Regions from separate parts of the Sus scrofa genome. Here region 2 is linked to region 1. A link is a contact called in public Hi-C data. All regions are on one chromosome and are shown on one strand. The core of a region is the stretch at or near the end of the contact, and the rest is flanking DNA. Distances in the headings are between cores, read along the strand shown.

Evidence for each region. A called contact is a pair of places that touch in the nucleus more often than the background predicts.
Region 2: a contact with region 1 is called in a Hi-C map of omental adipose tissue, with 2.0 times the contacts expected there. The contact joins two enhancer-like sites. A contact is called at or near these places in 1 of 5 promoter capture datasets (liver), 22 of 47 Hi-C or Micro-C datasets (adipose tissue, alveolar macrophages, brain and 13 more) and 1 of 2 datasets of contacts at active chromatin or transcription factors (skeletal muscle).

Annotation. Positions count from the first base shown.
Region 1 is chr15:134,708,008-134,714,766 of Sscrofa11.1, reverse strand. No RefSeq gene overlaps it. Among named protein-coding and RNA genes, the nearest start is that of ARL4C, 89 kb to the right of the region's middle. Within about 2 kb of position 2,801, at least 1 of the 83 cell types and tissues checked has an H3K27ac peak or open chromatin away from gene starts, as enhancers often do. A contact at or near this core is called in omental adipose tissue, where this site is marked.
Region 2 is chr15:135,115,648-135,122,475 of Sscrofa11.1, reverse strand. No RefSeq gene overlaps it. Among named protein-coding and RNA genes, the nearest start is that of SH3BP4, 120 kb to the right of the region's middle. Within about 2 kb of position 2,190, at least 5 of the 83 cell types and tissues checked have an H3K27ac peak or open chromatin away from gene starts, as enhancers often do. A contact at or near this core is called in omental adipose tissue, where this site is marked.

The DNA of each region.
Region 1 (6,759 bases), core at 1,552-4,051:
TGCAACACTGCTTTGACAAATGGGTAGGAACCATGGATGAGACAGATCACTTGAAATATCAGCCCAAGCTACCACCATGAGTAGTTAAACTACCACTATTTAAAACACATTGCTATTGAAGTATAGTTGATTTACTATACTTGTGTTAATTTCTGGCTATGTATATATATACATTTTTCATATATTCTTTTCCATTATCGTTTATCTCAGGATACTGAATACACTTCCCTGTGCTGTACAGTGGGACCTTGTTGTCATCTATTCTATATGCAATAGTTTGCATCTGCTGATCCCAAACTCATAATCCTTCCCTCCCCCTTGGCAACCACAAGACTGTTCTCTACGTCTATGAGTCTATTTCTGTTTCATAGATAAGTTCATTTGTTTCATATTTTGGATTCCATGTATAAGTGATCTCATATGGTATTTGTCTTTCTCCTTCTGACTTACTTCGGTCAGTATGATAATCTCTAGGTCCATCCATATTGCTGCAGATGGCATTATTTCATTCTTTTTTATGTCCAGGTAACATTCCATTGTGTCTATGCACCACATCTTCTTTATCCGGTCATCTGTCAATGGACACATAGGTTGTTACCATGTCTTGGCTATTGTGAATAGTGCTGCTATGAACATAGGGGTGTGTGGGTCTTTTCAAATTATGGTTTTGTCTGGATATATGTCCAAGAACGGGATTGCTAGATCATATGGCAACTCTTTTATTTTTTTAATTAAAAAAAATTTTTTTTTGCTTTATAGGGCCACACCCGTGGCATATGGAGGTTCCCAGGCTAGGGGTCCAATCGGAGCTACAGCTGCCAGCCTATGCCACAGCTACAGACACTCGGGTTCTGAGCCACATCTGTGAACCACACCACAGCTCACAGCAATGCCAGATCCTTAACCCACTGAGTGAGGCCAGGGATCGACCCTGCAACCTCATAGTTTCCAGTAGGATTTGTTTCTGCTGTGCCATGATGGGAACTCCTATTTTTATTTTTTAAATTATTTTTAAATTTTTTTGCTTTTTTAGGGCCATGCCTGTGGCATATGGAAGTTCCCAGGCTAGGGGTAAAACTGGAGCTGTAGCTGCTGGCCTACACCACAGCCACAGCCATGCCAGATCAAGCCATATCTGCAACCTATATCAGAGCTCATGGCAATGCTGGATCCTTAACCCACTGAGCAAGGTCAGGGATCAAACCCACATCTTTGCGGATACTAGCTGAGTTCTTTTCCCACAATAGGAACTCCGTGGAAACTCTGTTTTTAGTTTTTTTGAGGAACCTCCATACTTTTTTCCATAGAGGCTGCACCAACCTATATTCCCACCAACAGTGCGGAGGGTTCCCATTTCTCCACACCCTCTCCAGCATTGTTATTTGCAGACTTTTTAATATGGCCATTCTGACTGGTGTAAGGTGAAACGACCACTGTTTTTAAAAATTATTATTTCAAAAGGAAGAGCTGCCCTGAGGGGTTGATTCACCTGAGGGTAAAGGGTGCTTTAGACAGTAATCCCAGAGGAGCTGAAAGCCTGAGACAACAGGAGGGTCTCTTAGTCTGTTAATGATCATTTTCATCTTGCCCTTTGGAACACAGAAAGGCCTATGCTGAGGCTCTGCCAAGCTCCTGTTATGGGACCTTCCCAGTCCTCCTCAAGGAGCCTGGTGGTGTTGACCCAGCACCCAGGGCATAACCATCACCCAGTCGTATTCAACAGCACAACAATGTTGTGCAACCACCACCTGTTCCTAATTCCAAAACACACCATCATCTCAAAAGAAAACCCATACCCATTCCTATAGACTAAGTAAAGTGTCCCCCACTCCCCCAAATTCATATATTAAACCTAAAGCCCAAGGTATGGTATTAGGAGGTGGGAACTTTGAGACGGGATTAGGTCGTGAGGGTGGAGCTTCATGAACGGGATCAGTACCCCCTAGAGCTCCTTGCTCCACGCACCTCGTGAGGACACAGCAAGAAGACAGCCTTCTATGAGGAAGCAGGCTGTCCCCACACACCAAATCTGCCAGCACCTGGACCTTGGACTTCCAGCCTCCAGAAGTGGGAGAAAAATTTCTGTTGTCTCTAGGGTCTAGGCGACGGTATTACAGCAGCCCCAAAGACTAAGATACCCATTAAGCAGCCATTCTCCTATACCCCTCTCCCAGCCCCTGGCAATCACTAATCTGTTTTCTGCCTCTGTGGATTCACCTACACTGGAAATTTCATGTAAATTGAACCCTGTAACATGTGCTCTTTGTAACTGATTTCTTTCATTGCGATAATACTCTGAGGTTCTCCATACTGTATAATGTACTTTTTATGGCTGAATAATATTTCATTGTGCGGATACACCACATTTTGTTTATTTATTCATCTGTGGATGGACTGGGGTTGTTTCTATTTTCAGCTACTGTGAATAATGCTGCTAGGAACGTGTACTGGTTTGAGTAGTATTTCAGGATTTTTTGCACATACACCTAAGAAGAGAACTGCTGGGCCATTTGGTCATCCTGTGTGTATCTTGAAGATCAAAGTGAGGGTACACGTTCAGTGGTCTACACTGCATGCCAACTTGTCTCCAAGTCTCAAATTCCAGAGTCCCTGGATGGGGAATCTAATTGGCCTAGCAGGAGTGCGCATGTCTCCTGATCTAAATCAGCCTGTGTGTGTGCTGGGGCTGGAGACAAGGTGGGAGGACGGTGGAGACACTGACACATGAGACTGGAGCCTCACAGCAGCAAGGTTCCAGAGGAAGCATGCTGAGAAGGAAACAGCAGGCATTTTCAGCCCTCAGGGAACTCCCAGGAGCCACCTACCTGTGCCCTTTAGAACACAGGCTCACTCTTAGGCTCAGAGGAATGGGTAGTCATTTCCAAACACCTGCGTTCATGATTCAGACTTCCCCCAAATTTACGTGATCATTTCTAAAATGCCGCATAAAGTTGTAACATTACCATCGTCATTCGGTTGAATGACCATTTTCCAGATCCTTCCAAATGAACAAGACAGAGCGCTCAGCATTTTTATGGGGAGTTGCTTTCTGCACTGTAGGCCCGTAAATAGGGAAGATTGATAATGCAACGCTGAGGCCCATACTTTGCACAGGATGAGAACAACGTCTTATTGCAGTGGGCGCCATGAATAATTAATTCCCTTGCTGATACCAAAAGGGAGATCCTGTTATTAAAATACAGTGACATTTTCATGCATGACAGACCCTCACTCTCTGTTGGAATAATAAAGACCAAATTATTTTTCCTCCAAAAGAAGGATTTCCACATATGTCGGAGAAAAAGAATTACAAGCTGCTCTACACAGTGAATCAGTGAATCATTTACAATTATTTTTAAACTGTTCTGAATATGTGACTTGATCTGGAGAGAGAGCCTCGTTGCTCAAGGTGGGGAGGGCTCAGTCACTGGCCTCGATGCTGAGAAAAAATCCTCAGAAACAGAAACTGAGCGTTCTTTAAATCAGCAGTTTGCCATCATATTAGATAAGAGATGAAAAATTACTCTTTTTACTCTCATGAGAAAAGCTAATAACTATCCTTGGAAAAAACCTTCCTAACTTAAAGGCCAACCACGATCATGCAATGGTGTCTCTTTTTTGCAAATAAATATTTTTCTTCCTTTTTTTTCCTTTTTTTTTTTTTTTTTTGTCTTTTTGCCTTTTCTAGGGCCGCTCCCACAGCATATGGAGGTTCCCAGCTAGGGGTCCAATCGGAGCTATAACTACTGGCTTACGCCAGAGCCATAGCAACGTGGGATCTGAGCTGCGTCTGCAACCTACACCATAGCTCATGGCAACGCCGGATCCCCAACCCACCGAGCAAGGCCAGGGGTCGAACCTACAACCTCTTGGTTCCTAGTCAGATTCGTTAACCACGGCACCATGACGGGAACGGGAACTCCTTGCAAACAAATATTAAAGAAACGCTTCCATGGCATCGTGATCCATAACATTACATTTTATAGAAAGTCATAAAATGTTTCATCCTAACTCTTTGAGTTATTTTCAATTTTTCTTCCATTTTAAATATTATGGCCATGACCGTATTGGGTAGAAAGCCTGTGTTTTGAAATAATATCTCAGGTTACACTTGTAGAAATCAAATTAGTTTTAAGGAATGTGGGGACAATTTGTAAGCCGACCAACAGAATAAGAGGGAATTCATTTTAACAAGCATGCATGATTGCTTGGCATTTTCCTTTTTTAAAAAATCACTCATGGTTTAGTACATAGAATTATACTTTTTTATTGCTCTGTGATTGTTTGTAACTGTATATTATTCCTGTTTAACTTACTTTACTTTGGTTGTTAGCAAAGCCAGGCATTTTCCCAAATCTTTATCAATCACTTGTTTGTCATAATTTGTATACATTTGATTACGCATTTGTCCATTTGATTGAAGTTTTAATGCCTTTCTAGTAATGTGTATGAGATATTGAAATACTAACGATGTTTCTATTTTTCATATTTGTGGGAAACACTTTTTAAAATTAGATGTCTGACTTTCATTTCTATTTATGCTGTGTTTTGACACATCCTCTTTGAATTTTGATAGATTTAACTAACTACATTGATCACTTTCTTTGAGATAAACTCCAGTGTTTAAGTTTGGAAAATCCTGTGACAATCATGGGCTGGATAAATATTTTTAATGTGTATTTCTAAACCGTTAACTTTAACTTGGACCTATTAAACTCACGCTTCTCTAACCTAATTGAAATTCACTGCTCAGGCTGTTGTTAAGCCTGGCTTTGCTCAAGATGCTTTAAAAAAAAAAAAATCATGACACACCATTTGACTAAAGAGATTCCATTTCTACCTGATTCAAAATTTCTTCTTCACAAGAGGTCACATTTTCTTATGCAGTAAAGTGGCTTGTGAGCTCTCTATACAATATGCTGCGTTGATAGCTGGTCTGTACCCAGCCAATGCCATTACTGTACCTTTATTACAGGGTCTCATGGGAAAGCAGCTCCTGGCCTGGGGAGCTGGCCAGAGACACAGCCATCAGCCCAACTGGGGCTTCTCCCCTGGGGGACACCACTATCAGACGAGCCTGTCTGTGCCCGCGATGGACCAAGACCGAGAAGAACCTCTCCGCAGTCACATCTGGATCTAGGCGGGAAGGAAGTCACTGCCCAAACCGCAAGAATGACGCCCACCCCCGCGCCTCCATCCTGGCTAATGGGCGAGACCGCCTTCTCTTTGCCATTTTCGGCTGTAGCCTTTTTGCTCTAGCTGACCTCAGTCTAGATACAATTTCTTGCACTATCCAACCGCAGGAATGCTCTCACTTTCTGACAGCACTCAATTTAGACCATTCAGCTTGGGGAAAATAAATTAGACTCGGCTGAACTGAATGTCTAAACTCTCTTTAAACTTAGTTTGACTCAAGATCTTAAAGAATCTTGAGCGCTCAGTTTGGGGGATCAATTCTCCGCGTGAACGTCTGGAGCCCCGCCCCCACTGGCTCCTCTCTAAGACCCAAGGCGCCCCCTGGTGGTGAGGGAAGGTTCTCCCCTCCCACCGCAGGTGCAGTGGTCTGGTGTCTCCTAGGTGGTGTTTGTCTTTGTTCCCTCTCTGGGTGTCCTGCTGACCCCTGGAGCTGAAGGATTCGTGTTCTGTTCTCTGCCAGCCCCTCAGAGAACAGAGGAGCCACGTGGCTCCTCTTGGCTCTTGAAGAACTACCCGCCTAGCTGTCTCTAGCTTCTCATCCTCCAGAGGATGCTGGAGGAATCTCCTTCAGGTCACCAAGGGGGTGGGACCTGCAGCAGACCTGCTGGCCTGACCCGTGTACCTAGTAACAGGAGACTCAAGCGTCCAAACCAAGCACATGCCCTCTGACCTTCTGGTATATGTTGAGCCACACCTGTTGTCATGAAACTGCCAGTCCCCCAAAGGGATCAGAGCCAGGACCCCTCCACCCTGCAGGCATCTCTAGGCTTATCGAGCACCCCCTCCTCTGGCAGCCATGTCTGGGAAAAGGGGAATTGGAGCAGTTCCCATCTGTGCCCCACAGGCAGAAGGGGAGACCTCTCCTAACCTGATAGCCCACCACCTCCCTGGCCCTGCCTGGGTTCACAAAGGGATGCTAATCTTTTCTCGCAATCATGCAGAGCTATGGAGCGCCTTGGTCCTGCAACAGCCTATTCTGAATTTCATAAGCTGAAATTACTTTTTTCTCTTTGGAGTCCTTCTGTTTTCATATTAATCCTAACCCTTCCTGCCCCTCTCCCTGGGAGCCAGGCAGAAGGATACGCTCAGAGAGAGGGAAAAATACTTTCATAATGTTGAAGCCTTTTCTGCCTACATGCTCGCTTCTTCTGATCCCCATCAAAGGGAGGGTCTGCTAGGGTGGGGACCAGAACGGGGGTGAACGTCTATACCCCAAACATCCCAAGTGGCAGCTAGTCATTCAGTTAAAGTTGAAAGGAAGGGGGCACATGAAAGCAGCCCTGTTTTTCTTCTTTTTCAGTTTGGAACGTTCTATATTCCTGATCCAGCCAAGAGACATTTTCTCTATTGCTCTGAGTATGATTGACATACAGGAGTTCCCCATTGTGGCTCAGCAGGTTAAGAACCTGACTAGTGTCCATGAGGATGTGTGTTCGATCCTTGGCCTTGCCCAGTGGGTTAAGGATCTGGCATTGCCTTGAACTGTGGTGTAGGTCACAGATGCGTCTTGGATCCAGTGTTGCCATGGCTGTGGCATAGGCTGGCATCTGTAGCTCTGATTTG
Region 2 (6,828 bases), core at 941-3,440, 410 kb before region 1:
GGTGCCCCTGGGGAGCTCTCACCTGGATAAATTCTCTGCCTCTGGTTTCTAGAAATCTGATTTTGGTACGGCCCTGAGAGTTTTGTCTCTCAAGGACAGACACAAATTAACTCGACTCACAGTGGCTGATGTATAAACCTGATGATTTATCCATCAATCCTGGGAGACGTGCCTATTGAAAGGTTGGGGTGGCACATCTCAGCTTACAGCCTCATTCTTCTGCAGGCTGGTCACCAGGGCAGCTGGACGACAGATGCTGCTCCGTCCAGAGCGAACTGAAACAAGGCCAGTCTGGGGAGCTCCATCATCTACTCTTGGGCAGCAAACCGAGAATGCCAAGCCACGCTGCCCTCCCCTCATGCGGGGCCTTGTGCTGGTCTGAGCCCAGATTTCTCTGCCCGACCTGAAGCTTTCTTTCTCTGACAAGGCCTAATACCGTTGATCCGTTCCTGTTGCTTAACTTAAAATCCCTTTCTGTCCTGCTTCCCCAATATCAGTCCCAGCTGGCATTTGACCTGTGCCCAGCTCATCATCCTCTCAGTGTGGGGATCCTCCAGTGGCTGGTGACGTCCAGATTTTACCAGCTCCACTCCAGGGCTTTAAGAAACAGTGTCAGTGCAGCCCCAAATTCTGGCTCTAGATGGCCACCCAGGGCTTCTATCACATTGGCATAGGCTTTCCGAAATGAAGAAGTGAGACTTTGGAGGGAGCAAGCTGGGTGCTTTATAACAGCACGTTTTCTCCTCTTTTCTACGGCCATATGGGGCTCTCCAGGGCTTCATCTGAATGTCTCGTTTCAAAGCAGCAGCTCCTCTGCAAGAAGAGATACCTGTTCTGAGAAAAGCAAGCAGCCAGGTCCAGACAGATGAGAGAGCAGCGTGCTCTGGAGGTGCCCGTGTTACCTGGAGAACACGCTTCCTTGTCGGTGTCAAACCACTTTGGTGCCGAGCCGCTGAAGCATTTCTGCAAATTGTCCCCGATAGGCGGGTTCCTCGGACGGCTTCACGCGATAGGGAAACTCACATCTGATGAAGGATTGCTGTCCACCAGAGACAGGCATGCACTCCAGCATATGGCCATATGGCCATCTTTTTTTTTCTTTGTAGGGCCACACTCGCAGCCTATGGAAGCTCCTGAACTAGGGTTTGAATCCAAGCTGCCACTGCCGGCCTACACCACAGCCACCGCCCCTCTGGATCTGGGCCATATCTCTGACCTACACTGCAGCCTGTGGCAATGCAGGATCCTAAACCCACGGAGCAAGGCCAGGATCCAACCTGCATCCTAGAGACAAGGTCAGGTTCTTAACCCATGGAGCCACAAGGGGAACTCCACTACCGTCCTCTCTGCAGAGAAGGAAGCGTTTTCAAACGGCCTTTCACACACTTATTTCACTGGGAGCTTTCATCATCACCCGAAGGGCAGACAGCAGTGTCCACCACGTGTGTGGAAATAAAGATGGCCCAAGGTCACTTCGCCTGAGACCAGATCCTGACCAGCTGCCACGGGGCCCAGGCTCCTCTGAGCGTCCCCTGGCCCCTGGGGAGGCTGTGCTGTCCTCAGTGTGCCTGACCTTGACCTGATGTGCAGGGTAACAGCAGAGGCAAAGCAATCAGCTCGTCTAGGAGGCCCTCCCGCTGGTGGGTGTGACCGGGAGCTGGGGACGGGGTGGGGACCATCAAAAGTCCATGTCTTCGCAAAATTGTCAAACTTGTGAAATTGGCATGACCTTCATATTGAGAGGGAGGGAGTAGGCACAGGGGGCTGCAGACGTCCCAGGAAGGGATCGTAGACGGGGAGCGAAACCTGGGGGCCACTGGGAGACCACTGTGAGTTCACACCTGCTCAAGAGAGCCGTCAGCACAAGGCAGGCTGACTTGACTAGTGGCGGGGCGAGAACGGCCTCAGGTCGCTGGGTGGGGGATGGACGAGCCCTGCATTCGGATTCAGACCGAGGGCAGGCGTTTGAGGACCGCCCTGTTGCTGATTTGAATACACACCTTATTGGACACTAAGGAGGAGCTACTGCTGGAAGAAAGAGGAAGAGGCGGGCTTGTCTGACCCCCACTCCCCTTGGAGGACAAAACTGTAGCCTGGATCCAGTGGGTCCTACGAAAAAAAATTTGAAAACTGGGGATGAAGATTCTACACGGGCCTGGAGGAAGGCAGCCAAGGGCCCTCGGGGAGGAGACTTCGCGTCCTCCTTCTGTGGCAAGTGGGCTTGCGGCTGCTTCCGCATCCTTCTTCTGCCTTGAGCAGAGGGTTTAGAGTTGAGTCCAGACCCTGAGTGGTGCCCGAAGACCCACTGGGTCTGTGCATTCGAGGGCTGGGCTTCTTGGCCTCTAGGCTCTCCTGGTGTGTGTGAGCAGGGCTGCCCTCTGCACCTGTGCCCATCTTCAAGGACTCTCAGGATGGGAAACCAGTGATGCCACCGTCCCAATGCTGCCCCGTGTGCCTTCTGTGGACTCACACCTGATGTGTGGTTTGTTGGGGGAGGGGGGGGACAGGATAGAGCCAAGAGGTGCAGGAGGCCAGTTCAGTCCACGCCTAGAAGCTTCTCACCTCTGGCTCTTCCAGTCCTTGTCCTTTCTCAGCCGACCTGAGGGCGGGCACCAGCTGGCTGCGGATCTGAGTACAGAGAAAACCTCCCTTCCCTCCGACCCGCAGGAGGCTGCATCGAGGAGAAGAAAGATAAAACAGTTTTCAACTTTCCCCCAAATGTCCACACTTCTCGTATTGAAAATGTTCCAACCAAACCAAAGTTGAAAGACTAATCTGCACACAGATGCTTCAAGTCACTTTGTGCCTCGTTTTTTCTCTGCATGTGTCATATACATACAGGCATACTGTACCGCAGGTATTATATGTCTATGTAGTTATATGTGCAAGTGTGTGTGTATCTGTGTCTGTGTCTATATCCTCCCCTTAGATTTTTTGCTATTTGGAAGTTGCAGGTCTCCTGATGCTTCTCTTAAATACTTGAAATAAAGACCTTGTCTTTTATAACCACGGATACCACTACTGCACCCAAGAAGTTTACCTTTAATATAATAATATCCTCTAATGTTCAGCCCATAGTCAAACTGCCCCAATTATAGATTGTTTTCAAATCCGGGATTCAGTCAAGAGCACAAATTGCATTCAGCTGTCACCGCTCTTTCACCTTCTCTCATTTAAAGGAGCCATTGTTTTCTTGTCTTTCATGACGGATATTTTCGAAGCGACCAGGCTGGACCCTCCGCCCCCTCCCCACCAGGAGCCCAAAGTTTGGGACATGGTTTTCTCGTGACGGGTTTGAGGATGGACATTTTTGGCAGGAGTGTTGCATGGATGCGCGTGGAGCACGGCACCCCATCAGGCGACATATGTGATGAACTTGAGTTTGTTCCATTCCTGGTGAAGTGGAGTTACCACTTCAAAATATACGTTGTCCTTTAGTAAGTAACCTTGAAGTGACATTTTGAGATGGCGTGAATATCCTGTTCCTCAAAAGCCTCTTACCTAGCGGTTTACGCATCTCTATTAATTAGCTGGCATTATTTCTTAAAAAAGACTGGTCCCCTTACCTCTTTTTAAAAAGTATTATTTTAGATTCATAAATACTTTTTAAAAAATTCAATGTGTTATAATCAAAAATTTTTCCCACCCAAATCATTCCAAATTTGTTCAGTGAGAGGCTATTTTCACACGCTCCAGCTGGTCTTCAGGCACCTCCCTCTTTCTGACACCAAGACAATCCAGGCTGGCCTTGTACTTTCCCTGCTCCAGGCCTGGAGTCAGTAATTTTTCCCTGTGGAGGAGAAAGGTCCTTAGAAACCAAACTCGGGGTACTCTGTGTGCTTACTGCAGCTGTGTCATTCTTTCCATATCTGCTCAATGGAAAGAGATTCAAAATATGTTTCTTAAAGAAAGGATGAGCTCATGCAGATGAGGTATTTACTTCCAACCCAGCATCGGAAGGTTTGTCCTGCCATTCCCACATCTCTCATGAGCTTACCTCCCATCACTGCAGGAATCCGTGTTTTAAGAATCCTTGTTTCCAACATGTGTATTGACTCACTTGCCAAGTCCTAGAATACATGTGATGATTGCACCAATATCATTATTGAAAACAAACCTCAGTAAATTCAGCTTTTTTTTTGCGATTCTTTTGTCCTTAAAATATATCCCACCGGAGGATGTACAATCTGAATACACTTTCCAAAAGTCACTTGAATTCGCTTCGTTTTCTATGTGGTTATGAGGTCAACGTGATATACAGTTAGGTTCATCTGCTTCTGCTTGGAGTCAACTGTATTTGATCCCAATGACAAAAGCCAAGGAAAATAGGAAAGAGAGTCACTGTATATAAAATATCCTTATAGCACCATGACGATGAAAGATATTATCCAGGAAATTGAAGTGCAAATTTTAATTTCAACTGAACAGAAGATATTTCTGGAGAGACGTGGTAACATAAGGTTGAGAGAACAGCTGTGTGCACTTTGTTTTTCCATCACTGCTCTTCTGCGCTGTCTTCAGAGCTGTACGGAAACTTCCTAAATCGTCACACAGTAAACAAGGGCAAAGATGAGTCTGAGATGCAGGAGTGGGTCCTGAAAGACGATCATAGACCAAGCAAGAAAAAAATGCTGGAGCTCCCTTCGTGGCTCAGAGGTTAATGACCCGACTAGCATCCATGAGGACATGGGTTCAATCCCTGGCCTTGATCAGTGGGTTAAGGGTCCGCATTGCCGGAGCTGTGGTGTAGACCGGCAGCTACAGCTCTGATTAGACCCCTAGCTTGGGACACTCCATATGCTGTAGGTGCAGCCCTAAAAGACAAAAAAGAAAAGAAAGAAAAGAAAAATACTGCCTGCAGAAGGCATACGCAAGCACCTAGTGATCTCAATGGATGCAAAATAAAATAAATTAAAATAAACCCCAATATGCACTGGATACTAAGACTGGCCAGACCTTTTTTGGCCTGGTAAATGGGGTAGAAGTTACTGGCAAGATAGGGTCGCAGTGAGGGTGGTCTGTATGAAACATCAAGATTTCGGGTCATTTTTCACTGACCTACTGTGTCGTTTCATCACTTCTTCTGGAGACGCTGTGGCGGTTTGATTTACAAACTGTCCTGACTGCATGTTGGCAGCTCAGTGGCTACTTCCCAAAGGATAACGCATGACATTAATTAAAATTTTGACTCTCCTGTGAGTTCCAAGTTCCATAATTTTTAAACTCTGTGATCCGAATAATGCTGAGATCCCCAAGGAGTTACTGTACATACAACAATAAAATTAAAATGTCAGATGTGAGTGAAATATGCTTTTCTGCCTTAATAAACAATGAATCCAAGCCTGCGGTGCATTCAAATACCTTTCCCCTGTGCCTCTTCTGCAGGTTACCTAGCAAGGCCTCGATTCATCACCCTGGGTTTCCGTGGAAACCATTGATAAGATTTCAAAACACTTCAAAACAGAATGACTCCCTTCTCTGGAGATGTTTCCTTGGTTGCTTAGGAAACCTGTCTCTTATTTTGGCTCCGGAGTGGAGGCAACGGGGAGATCCCTGTGCCAGGAGCTAAGCGGTATCTGGGAATTCTTGAAAGGAGGGTCAGCCCGGAGCGAGGGCACCCTCAAATGCTTCCAGCCCTCCACCCACTGGATTTCGGTCTCCACCCTCCTTTCCAGAGGCGCCAGGCCCAGGATGGGAGCGCTCTCTGCACGGAAGGCCGTGGCCTGCATTCCTCAGCATCCTCGCCCCGTTGGAGACGTCGGGGAAAGGTGGAAGCAGTGCAGTGTGTAGGGTCGTGGGTCCCTCGTCTTGGTTTCTTGCTGTTATCAAGAGAATTAGAAACCAAGCCTGCACAGCCAGGTCCCACCCTCTCCTGCTCCAGCGCAGAAGCTGTGGTTCCGGGGAAGGGTCTGGGTGGGAGGCAGGGAGTGGGTAATACCACAGAGAGCGCACGAACGCGGGCCCAGAGGGGGGCCACATCCATCACCCCCAATCTCGTCCCTTCCAGCCGGGGTCCCTGCCCCCCAGCTCCCCAGGGAGCAGAGGGGGCTCAGCACTGAGATCAAGGTCAGCCTCTTCCCCGCTCTGGTCAGAAGGTGCCTCGGGGCTGCAGGGGACCCATTGGGGAGCAGGTGTCCCTTGGGGATGGGGACAAGCGGGCACAGGGAGGGAGCTGTGGGTGGCCTGTGGGTGTCCAGGAGTAGGCACGACTGAGCAGTGGGCCAGGGTGGGCCGAGGCTAGAGGGAAGGAGGTCCAGCAGACCCCATGGCTGGAGGCTCCACGGGGGAGGGGGGGGGCCCAGGAAGAATGTTCCAGAAGGAGTCGGAAGTATCTGTTTCCAGCCACGGGGTGAAAAGCCTCCTCACAAACACAAAAATCCACTTTACAGAGAAAGCACGATGATTTTCAGGAAAGTAAAAACCATGTCAGGCTCAATTTGGACCGATGGGTTTGACCCAGGGTGAGGCTTGGTCCCTGGCTGCGGGCCTGGGAGGGCGGAGGAGGGCTCTGGGAGCCTGGCCGCCCTGGGGTGTGCACAGGGTGACCCCGACATGACAGACACGGGCAGGGTGGCCCGGGGAGCAGGGGACACTGGGCGTGGGAGGCCGCCTCTGCACGAGGCCTGAGGTCACGTGGACGGATCCTCACTCTGGACAAGGAAGGAGGACCCTCTGGGTGCAGCACCGTGGGTGGGGGGCGGCTGGACACCCAGCGTCTGCAGCTCAGGTGTGTGGAGGAGGGGACACAGCGAGCCTGGTGCTCCCTCTGCAGATGGCGGGGGATGAACGGCTGCTGAATGTGCCCCCCCTGGGGGAAGTGGGGTGTCT